Linked DNA regions of Zea mays: region 2 is linked to region 1. Evidence: chromatin contacts called from public Hi-C data. All regions are on one chromosome and are shown on one strand. Each heading gives the region's core, a stretch centred on a gene start, on an enhancer-like site or on the middle of the called end of the contact. The rest is flanking DNA. Distances are from core to core; before and after follow the strand shown. Region 1 has its middle 74 kb from the start of LOC100283407. Region 2 overlaps LOC100304257.

The links. A called contact is a pair of places that touch in the nucleus more often than the background predicts.
Region 2: a Hi-C map of tassel shows a contact between it and region 1, with 4 times the contacts expected there. The contact joins two enhancer-like sites. A contact is called at or near these places in 2 of 25 Hi-C or Micro-C datasets (ear and tassel).

The regions. Positions count from the first base shown.
Region 1 is chr4:23,208,953-23,213,287 of Zm-B73-REFERENCE-NAM-5.0, forward strand. No RefSeq gene overlaps it. Among protein-coding and RNA genes, the nearest start is that of LOC100283407, 74 kb to the left of the region's middle. Within about 2 kb of position 2,614, at least 17 of the 20 cell types and tissues checked have an H3K27ac peak or open chromatin away from gene starts, as enhancers often do. A contact at or near this core is called in ear and tassel, where this site is marked.
Region 2 is chr4:23,358,335-23,362,669 of Zm-B73-REFERENCE-NAM-5.0, forward strand. It overlaps LOC100304257, which reads right to left. Exons shown (of 8, transcript NM_001165700.1): 7 at 3,678-3,846; 8 at 2,872-3,586. The coding sequence ends at 3,225. Among protein-coding and RNA genes, the nearest start is that of LOC100304257, 8.7 kb to the right of the region's middle. Within about 2 kb of position 2,152, at least 11 of the 20 cell types and tissues checked have an H3K27ac peak or open chromatin away from gene starts, as enhancers often do. A contact at or near this core is called in ear and tassel, where this site is marked.

The DNA of each region.
Region 1 (4,335 bases), core at 1,364-3,863:
CAGAATAGGATGTAGTCTTAGAGGATGATCCCTTTGAGTTGGTCATCTTCTAGGTGCTTGATCCTTTACATGCACGCATCGCCCTCGGAAGGACTTTTGAGGTCCTTTTGAGGAGAGGGCCACCCTCCTCTGACCTAGTCGGCATGGGGAAGGAGACCGTCAAGCTACAAACGAATTATCCAAATGAGATTCGACCATCCTTCGGTAGGGTTAAGTCTAGGCGAGTGGTCCCACTAGGGGCTCAACCCGTTGGGAGCATCTCATTGAGTCCTTCCTTATTCGACAAGTGGCACTACGCCGTGAAGGCACATTTCAAGAGTAAGGTGGAGCATCCTCTGAAGGTGGTCGCCACATTGAAGCAGCAAGGCCTTACTGGTGTGCGGCTGGTACGTACATTCATGCAACACTGAGTTTAGCATGCATTAACGCCCCATCAAAACCCGTTTTACATGTATTCCGGCATCAACCCCGACCTCCATTCCTCCGAGCCTCTCACACTAACTAAGATCGAGGCCTAGGTCAAGGCTATCACGGTGTTGTCATCGGGGGCTTTCATGTGGACGAGGATTCACTCCTCCTCCTTTCCAAAGATATCTCGAACAGTCTAGTGAGTTCTTTTCCCTTGTCTCTTCCTGCTCCTTTAGCTTTTTATATTGGTTATGATCGTTCGGGGCTACGTAGAAGATCAGACCTATGGCATTTTATCTTCCGCCCCTTCCTGAAGACGTCGACATTAAGGCGGAGAAGAAGCGAAAGAGGGATGTAGAGGCGGAAACCTTGGCGGTGCACAAAAGACGCCGCCAACAGAGGGAGAGGGAGAAGAAAGCCGAGCACTTAGCTTGCGCGGGGCCGAGGAGGAGCATCACTCCTTCGACTGACATGGAGGACATGACCTCCACGGCCTCCGATAGGATTGGGGGTCTTGCATCGGTGGGCGGCCCATCCCACTATGGAGACGCAGAGGCTGCTAGCTCCAATGTCCTAGCTCATCAGAGGGAAGAGCTTGTAGTGGACCCTACCACGCTCGTAGCGCCCACGGAGCGCTGCGTGGAGGATGCTGGGGTTGCAATTCCACCTCTCGCGTCTACCGCGCTGGTTGGTCATGGCGTGGAGGGAGCGACGCTGGTAGCGTTGTAGCTTCCAGCACCCCCGGTGTCATTGGGTCCCCATGAGGGGAAGGAGTCGGAGGCAACTCGTCCCTCCGCGCCTTCGGTGGTGGCGGCACCTCTGACGCATAGAAAGCCAACCACCCGGAAGCGCTCCTCCTGGTATGCTAGGCTATGATCGTACATCTTCCGAGTCGACCACCGCATAATATGTAGTAGTTTCACAATTTAAAATATGTAGATTTTAGTTAAGCGTAATAACAAAATTTAAGAAATAATGATCTTATCATTCATGCACCTTTCCACAACCACTAGCACGCATTGCCATTGGGTCAATCGCTCTATTCCGCCAATCGAAGTTTTCACCATGGCGTCGAACCATCTCATGCTTATATTGCTCCTACAATTAGAAAATTAAATTTAGATCTTAGAGCCTAAATGTTTCACAGATAATTCTAAATTGTGAATAACTAACCAATCATTTTGATGCTTGCTGACTGCACATGACCTCATGCTATGTCAGGTCTGGTCCCCTGTGTCCTAGAGATACACATCAATGGTTGACGGCTCAACACTAGTTTGAACCTCCTATTTGTAGAAATTACCAGCATATAACTATAAATATATTTTTGAAAATAGTATTTGCCATGTCTTACCATTTGTCTACCGATATGAATGTAATCATCATCCCCAAACGTATGCTTTCCACCCTTGTTCATAGATCTTATTTTCTTTATTGTCTCCTTAAAAAATTTAGAAGCCCATAAATGACAAAGGGCCCAATAAACATCTAGACAATCTTCCAATCATGGGAGTTAGACCTAGACATATGTTAATGTATCAAAACAATAGTAATATCTTAAATTAGTAAACTTGATTCTAAATATCATTTATCTATAAGTACTCCTCCATGGTCAATGTAACACCCAAAATCTTAACTTGTAATTTAAGAAAATCCTTTAGAGATAATAATAATAATAATAATAATAATAATAATAATAATAATAATCAAAATAAGTACCCTTGATACATAATTGAACTTTAGAATTCACCCTTTCTAAAGTTAAGGACCATAATAGAATAATATTAGCTAAATCATGTCCTAATAAAGATTAGACATTGAAAACAATGTTTTCTATCAAAACAAAGGAATATGAACTTTGTGATATACCTCTAAATTGATTACACACTCAAAATAATATTCTAGGTAATCAATGTGGTGTGTATATCATTACCTAAATAAAATAATAATAAATAAAGTAATTAAGTAAATAGATTAATATAATTAGTGCACATCATGATGGAGTCTATTTGTGAATCTAAAATTAAAGGTTTGAAATTCAAACTTGTGTTGATTTGAAATTGAAATAGGGAAAAAATAGAATAAAAAGGGAAAGAAGCAAGGTAGCCTCAACTGGGCCAAATTTCCTCCCCTCGGCCCATTACCTCGCGCGCGCTAAGCCTAGCCTCGCCCGCGCTCCCGCTCACTGGAGGGCGGGACCCGCGCGACTGCGCTCGCTACTTGGTGGGGTTGTCTCGTCAGAACCTCCTTCCTCCCTCTGCAGTAGAGCGCGACTTCCTCGCCGACAGCGAGATCCACACAACAACCGCGCCACATCCCCGCCCAGATTCGCGCTACCTATTTTGCGCTAGACGGACTCTGCCACGGGGTAAAAACACAGCCGAACTCCACACCGTCCTGGACAGGAGCCCTCGACGGAAACTTGAGCCACACAACGAGCACCATCGAGTTGGAGGAAGTGCCTTGCCACGATCTCAGACACCTGGGACCACTCCTCGTTCGCGCCGCACTTACTCGTGCGTCATTAAGCGGGGGAAACATCCGGGACCCTGAGAATTGGTAGCCGGAATTCATCACCGTCGCAAGGCCGCCGCGCGACGTGGAGGGGTTCACTGCCGCCACCATCTCCGGTATGTGTTGCGCTCCCAGGCTCGCAATCCCGTCCACTTTGTGTAGGGTTGATTGGAGCCGAGAATCCCGCGTTGGGCGCGGAGCAGGGGGGCTCGCTGGCGTGCTCCGCCATGGGGGTCCTGTCGCGGTGTCGCCACCGTGGGCGTCGTCGTGCTGAGGAAGATGGGCCCGGGGCCACTGATATGGAAACGAACGGATAGAATTAGGTATTAGCGTAACTCTTCATAAAATCGAATCTGGGCCGTCGATGCGATCGGACGGATCCGTGGAGATCTTGTATATTTAAATCTGAACCGTGAAGTCATAATCTAGCGGCTGATATTGCGTACCATTTCAGATCTGATCTGATCTAATCTGGGCCTTTGAATCGGGATCGGATGGCTCGAACCGAGTCCTGGTTGGGCCGCCATGAACTTTTGCTAAAAAGACCCTATGGTTTGCTATAATCAACACGTCGTCCACTCTGAGTGTAAAGTATTTACCATAGGGCCCTGGTTTCTTATGAAATGACCCCTGAACTCTTCTAAATTAGTGGCCGTAGTCCAATTCAACCTCAGATTTAATAAATTTAAAACAGAAAATTATTTCTAGAATGAAAACAATTCCATAAACTTGGTTAATCCATAATTAATCCATTTTAACTCCTTTTTGATCCATTCCAGTTGCATTAAATTTACATTAATATTGTTTATCACCTTGTGACACTATTTTGTCATGAATCATAGGTTAAAAATTATGCACTTAATTTATTCTATAATTAACACATAAACCTTCGAAAAATCATAACTTTATAACTGTAACTCCGAATTTAGTGGTTCTCGAACCTAGGATCTAGTTACGATGCGTAGAACATCATTATGCAATTTTTTATTATGTTTGGTGTGATGTTAATTTTGCCTATGTCATGTTTGTTTGTATTGCTATGAGTAGTAGCGAGGTTATGAGTCACTTGAAGACCAAGTTGATACCTGGGAATCATGAGTCTAAGGTAAGTTGTGCCCTTAATCACTTTTCTCTTTACCCAATAATATTTTTATTAATCACTGTGACATGCTCAAGTTAATTTGATGGGACCTAATAGGCTTCCCTAGCATTGTTTATCCCACACCTTACAGACAAAAGAACTATTGTGTAGTTTTGCTATTGCTCTACATGCTTTTGGGAAATTAATGTTATATTATGATCATGTTCTAGTTATGCTGTTGTTTTAATTATTGTTCATGACAAGATCATTGTGTTAATTGGAACATGGTGCTTAACTTGAGATATCTGTGCTACCACAAGGGTGGAATGGGA
Region 2 (4,335 bases), core at 902-3,401, 150 kb after region 1:
AACCAGCAGAACAGCCTCCTTGTAAGCCAGCGGGACAGCACGAGGCTCTTCTCTGTCCGCCGCGCTGGGCATGTACCTCTGTATATCGTCTGTAATAGCCATGTAATTGAACCTAGCAAAGATTTCACGTACGATACAGCTCGATCGAGATGATCATTTGTGTTCAAAAACTTAAAGAGGGATGCTAGCTAGCTCACTTTGCCGTGTTAAGCTTGAAGACGAGCCGAGCCTCCGTGATGTTGAGAGCGGGGTAGGCCCTGTCATGCTCAAAGATGGCGTAGCAGTAGAACCCAGAGCTACCTCTGAGCATCACCAGCCTGAACCAGCCGTCTTAGCGAACTCCCGAGAGACAGTTTGGTACTGTTTCAGATGAGGAAAACAGTATCCAAAACAGGTTGTTGCGTGGAGCGAATAACGTGAAGGATTTTGGCACCTCTTGTCGATGTTTAGCCGAAGGCTGTTTCGATGCGACGGGTTGTATGTGCTCCTGAAAGAAAGCTCCACTTGATCTTCACTTGAGGACACTACGTTGAACTCTGTGCTATCCAACCTGTATGTATGAGCGTAACCAGTAAATCCAATCCCTCCTTGCTGCAAATTCCAGGATACATGTGGAATGGGTTGTTGACTCGAACCACTACTGTAAACAAAAAAAGATTGGACTGCCCATTCATAGGCATTTAAACATTTCTTGCACGAAGTGTAACCAGTATTATCTCTATTGCTGATCAATATAAGGCACAGCTTCCTATTTGTTGGCAATTTCTATTAATTTCAGAATCAAGTTGTGAGTATTGAGCAATGCTTATGACGTTGGCAAGAGTACAGAGTCTAGTCATCACTCACGTATTGTACTGTCCTGGGAGACCAGAGCCGGGATAGTTCCATACCGAATCCCAATACCTGCAAGAGAGAAGGGACATTCCGAGTGGCAGAGGGCAGAGTGCAGGCAGATAAAAGAAGAGGCAGCACAAGTGTAATACGCATGCACTCGTCAGTTACCCTCCGGAGTCTCCCTCGCCGGCGTCGTACCCCAGCAGGTTGGTGGTCTCGCCGTCGCCGCTGTAGCTGACGCCGGTGATCCGGCCCTCCGGCGCCGACAGCGCCACCTGCACCGCGCCATTGTCCACGACCACCTGGGAACGAGAACGAGTTCAATGGACATAACCAAACCAACTGGTCATCGATCGCGCCAGCAATGCCACGCCAGCGCCCAGCGGTGAGCTTGGCTGCTGCCTCGTACCATACCGTACGCGTACCTGGCTCGCGTCGAGGCGTAGCGTAACGCCACGGCCGGCAGCTGCTGCTTCCGTGGACGTGGAGGCCCCGGCAAGCCGCGGCGACAGCGACCACGTGGCGACGAGCAGGACGAGGAAGGACGACCTAGCTTGAGCCGCAGCCGCCATGTGGGAGTGCGATGCAAGAGGGTACCATGAAACGTATCTGCGCCGGCGCGCGGCGGCCAGAGCAGAACGATGAACCTCGTCCATGTGAGCGTCGCTGACTGACTAGATAGCTGATGAGATCGAGTTAAATAACATGACAACAGGTGCTAAGAGTGTGTGGCCCTTGCCCGTGGCGACGTGAAGGAAGCAACAGGGGTTGCGGTGCTCTGTTGCCAAGGAATCCTCCTGCCGCCCTGCGGGAAGCTGAGGAAACGCATCGAATTGTGCTGCCCGAGAGGAACGGGGGCTGCCATGAGCTTTCTACTTACTTGGATTGGAGAGTCACCTCCTCGCGTAAAATTTGATACCAGTTTGTAACAAAGAAGCCACCGCTAGGACCGATGTACATGCTATCTCGCAAGGGCCTAAAGAAAGAAACAAGGAAAATTGTTAGCTTCGAGAATCGAGAGCCTTCGACCATTTGAACTGAAACTGAAATATGACTGGTAATAAGGGGCCCTTCTATTAGCTGTTAGACCTTCTATCTAGTACTTCCTCTGTTTATTTTTATTTGACACCGATTAGTATAAAATTGAACTAACTGGCGTCAAATAAATAAAAATGGAGGTAGTATATCAAAAATGGAGGTAGTATATCTAGTGACATCATGCGTTAGGTTCAAATCACTGAGTCGCCACAGGCCCACTAGATGTCCACTTTGCGCGGCATGGCTCGACACCGAACTGGCATCGTGCACCCACGCATCTTTCAAGAACCTTTTTTGTTTCAGCTTGGAAAGCCATCCCAAGCAGGCAAGCTTGCACGTCTGAACACAGTCCTGAGCTGAAACAGACAAGGCCGCCTAAGCGTGCACGTATACTAGACAGGAGAACGAAAAACCTCAAAATCGCACCAGTAGATTAGACCACCAGCTTATAACTAATTGACGATGCAATGCAATGTTATGCTATGAATTTATACATCAACCCATCTCTATATCTGCTATCTGCTTTCCAATCTTATCACGGATGAACAACAGTTTGTCCACTCTGATATTCAGATCTCTATCATATGCCCTAGCACATTGATGTTTCCTCCAGAAATGTTTGATTTCATGAATAGTGAATGACTGGTTGGTATAAGAAATGTGCTCCTCAAAAGGATACAATCCCCTGTTTGTCAGACAGGAACAAAAATTCGGTAAGGGGATAATGAATATCAATCACCAGTTCACCACTGCTATTAAACTAGAGAATCTATTTGTCATGGGTCCACAGCCATGATAATACGCAACAATTCACAATCAAGCATCCTGTAAAAATTAACAATATACAAGCAACAAAAAGTTTGAACAATATTTTGGCAACGACAACAGGAAAAGAAGCAATTTCATAGAACTCAGTCCTTCCAAGCAATCGCATAATTGTCAAATCGAAGATACAGGAGAACGATAAACATCAAAATTGCATCAGTAGACGAAAGGCTTACAATTCTGGGTCGGTGCTCTGCTATATAGTTAATTGACAGATAGACCACCAGCTTATAACTCATCGACAATGCAATGCTATGCCTTTACCCTATATACATCATGCTATCATCTCCAGGTCTGCTACCTGCTTTCCAATCTTATCACAGATGAACAATAGTGATGTACGATGCATGATATACTACCGCCTGAACACCAGTGCACCAGTCACCAGATTACCAAAACCTACACCAGTCACGACACGAAATTTACCAGCATGGCCAGTTTAAAAGCTTGGCCACTCAAACCTACACTCGTCATAAGTGGTTAATGCAAAATTGAGCTCTCTACTGCTCCTCGCCGACCTCCTCAGCCTACAGTCGTGCCGGGTTCTTGTATGGTGGAAGGACATGGAACCTCTTCACATGATCTTTCCTTGACCTGCAGTACGACAACAGGTGCCTCTCGTCCACCTCCCCAGTATCTGATAACCGGACACCGTACTCCAGTAGCCTCCTCACATCCCTGGGAATAGGGCTTTGCCATCGACCGTCCCACCAAGCAGGAGGGAGGAGCGGGGTCAAGGCGCATTGGTGTGGCTGGCGCCGACAGCTTAGAGGACCAGCATATCTGTTCCAGATATGGCCCCAACCAACCTGCGTCGACAGCCCCTCCACCAGCAAGTTGCTGTGGACACTACTTAGGAACGTGAAGTTGGTGCCTGAAGGCTCTCGACCTAATTACACAAGAAAAGTGTAGGCTGGTTTAAGTTGAGGGCTCAAAACTGGCCTAAACACAAAAGGCCACTGCGTGTTTAAAGACCGTACCATGCCTGTTTGCCGCAGCCAATGCTGTAATGAGTTGTGCGTAGGTGGTCCCCACACGACGATGTGCTCCAGTGACGACTGCGTACCTGGCCTGTGCAGCTATAAAGAAATCAACAAACGCCACCCACCTTGGAGCTGATCCCCAGTCTCTTGATCGAAAATCCAAGGGCTTGCAAAAAAAAAGTAGAGTTCAGGGAACAAGATGTGAAACCGGATAGATACAAAAGTATCCACAGAAATACCACAAAGCTGCCCATTGTTCATCAAAACAAATGTAGTTACAACTTGTGTTCTTAGACTAAAACAAAATCTTATATTAATGCATAGTACCACACTGTTACTTTTATGATCCATATAGTTTTGAACTGTAATACTATCTTCAGCAGCTTACCCATCCCTATACCCATATTCAAACCCCACTCTGCGAACAGTGCAGTCTACAGTGCAGAACAGTGTAAACCAATGTTTTTGGGTAAACTATGGGTAGACTGCTGCAGACGGTCTAACATAGCAACTTTAGGAAATATGCATAATTGTTTTTTAATTCCTGATACAAACTGTAACGTCCTTGACACAAATCTAGCATACAAAATTACTCCTAAACATTCCAACAAGGGTCAGAACTCAGAAAGGTGAGGAAACAGTAAAGATTCTGTTA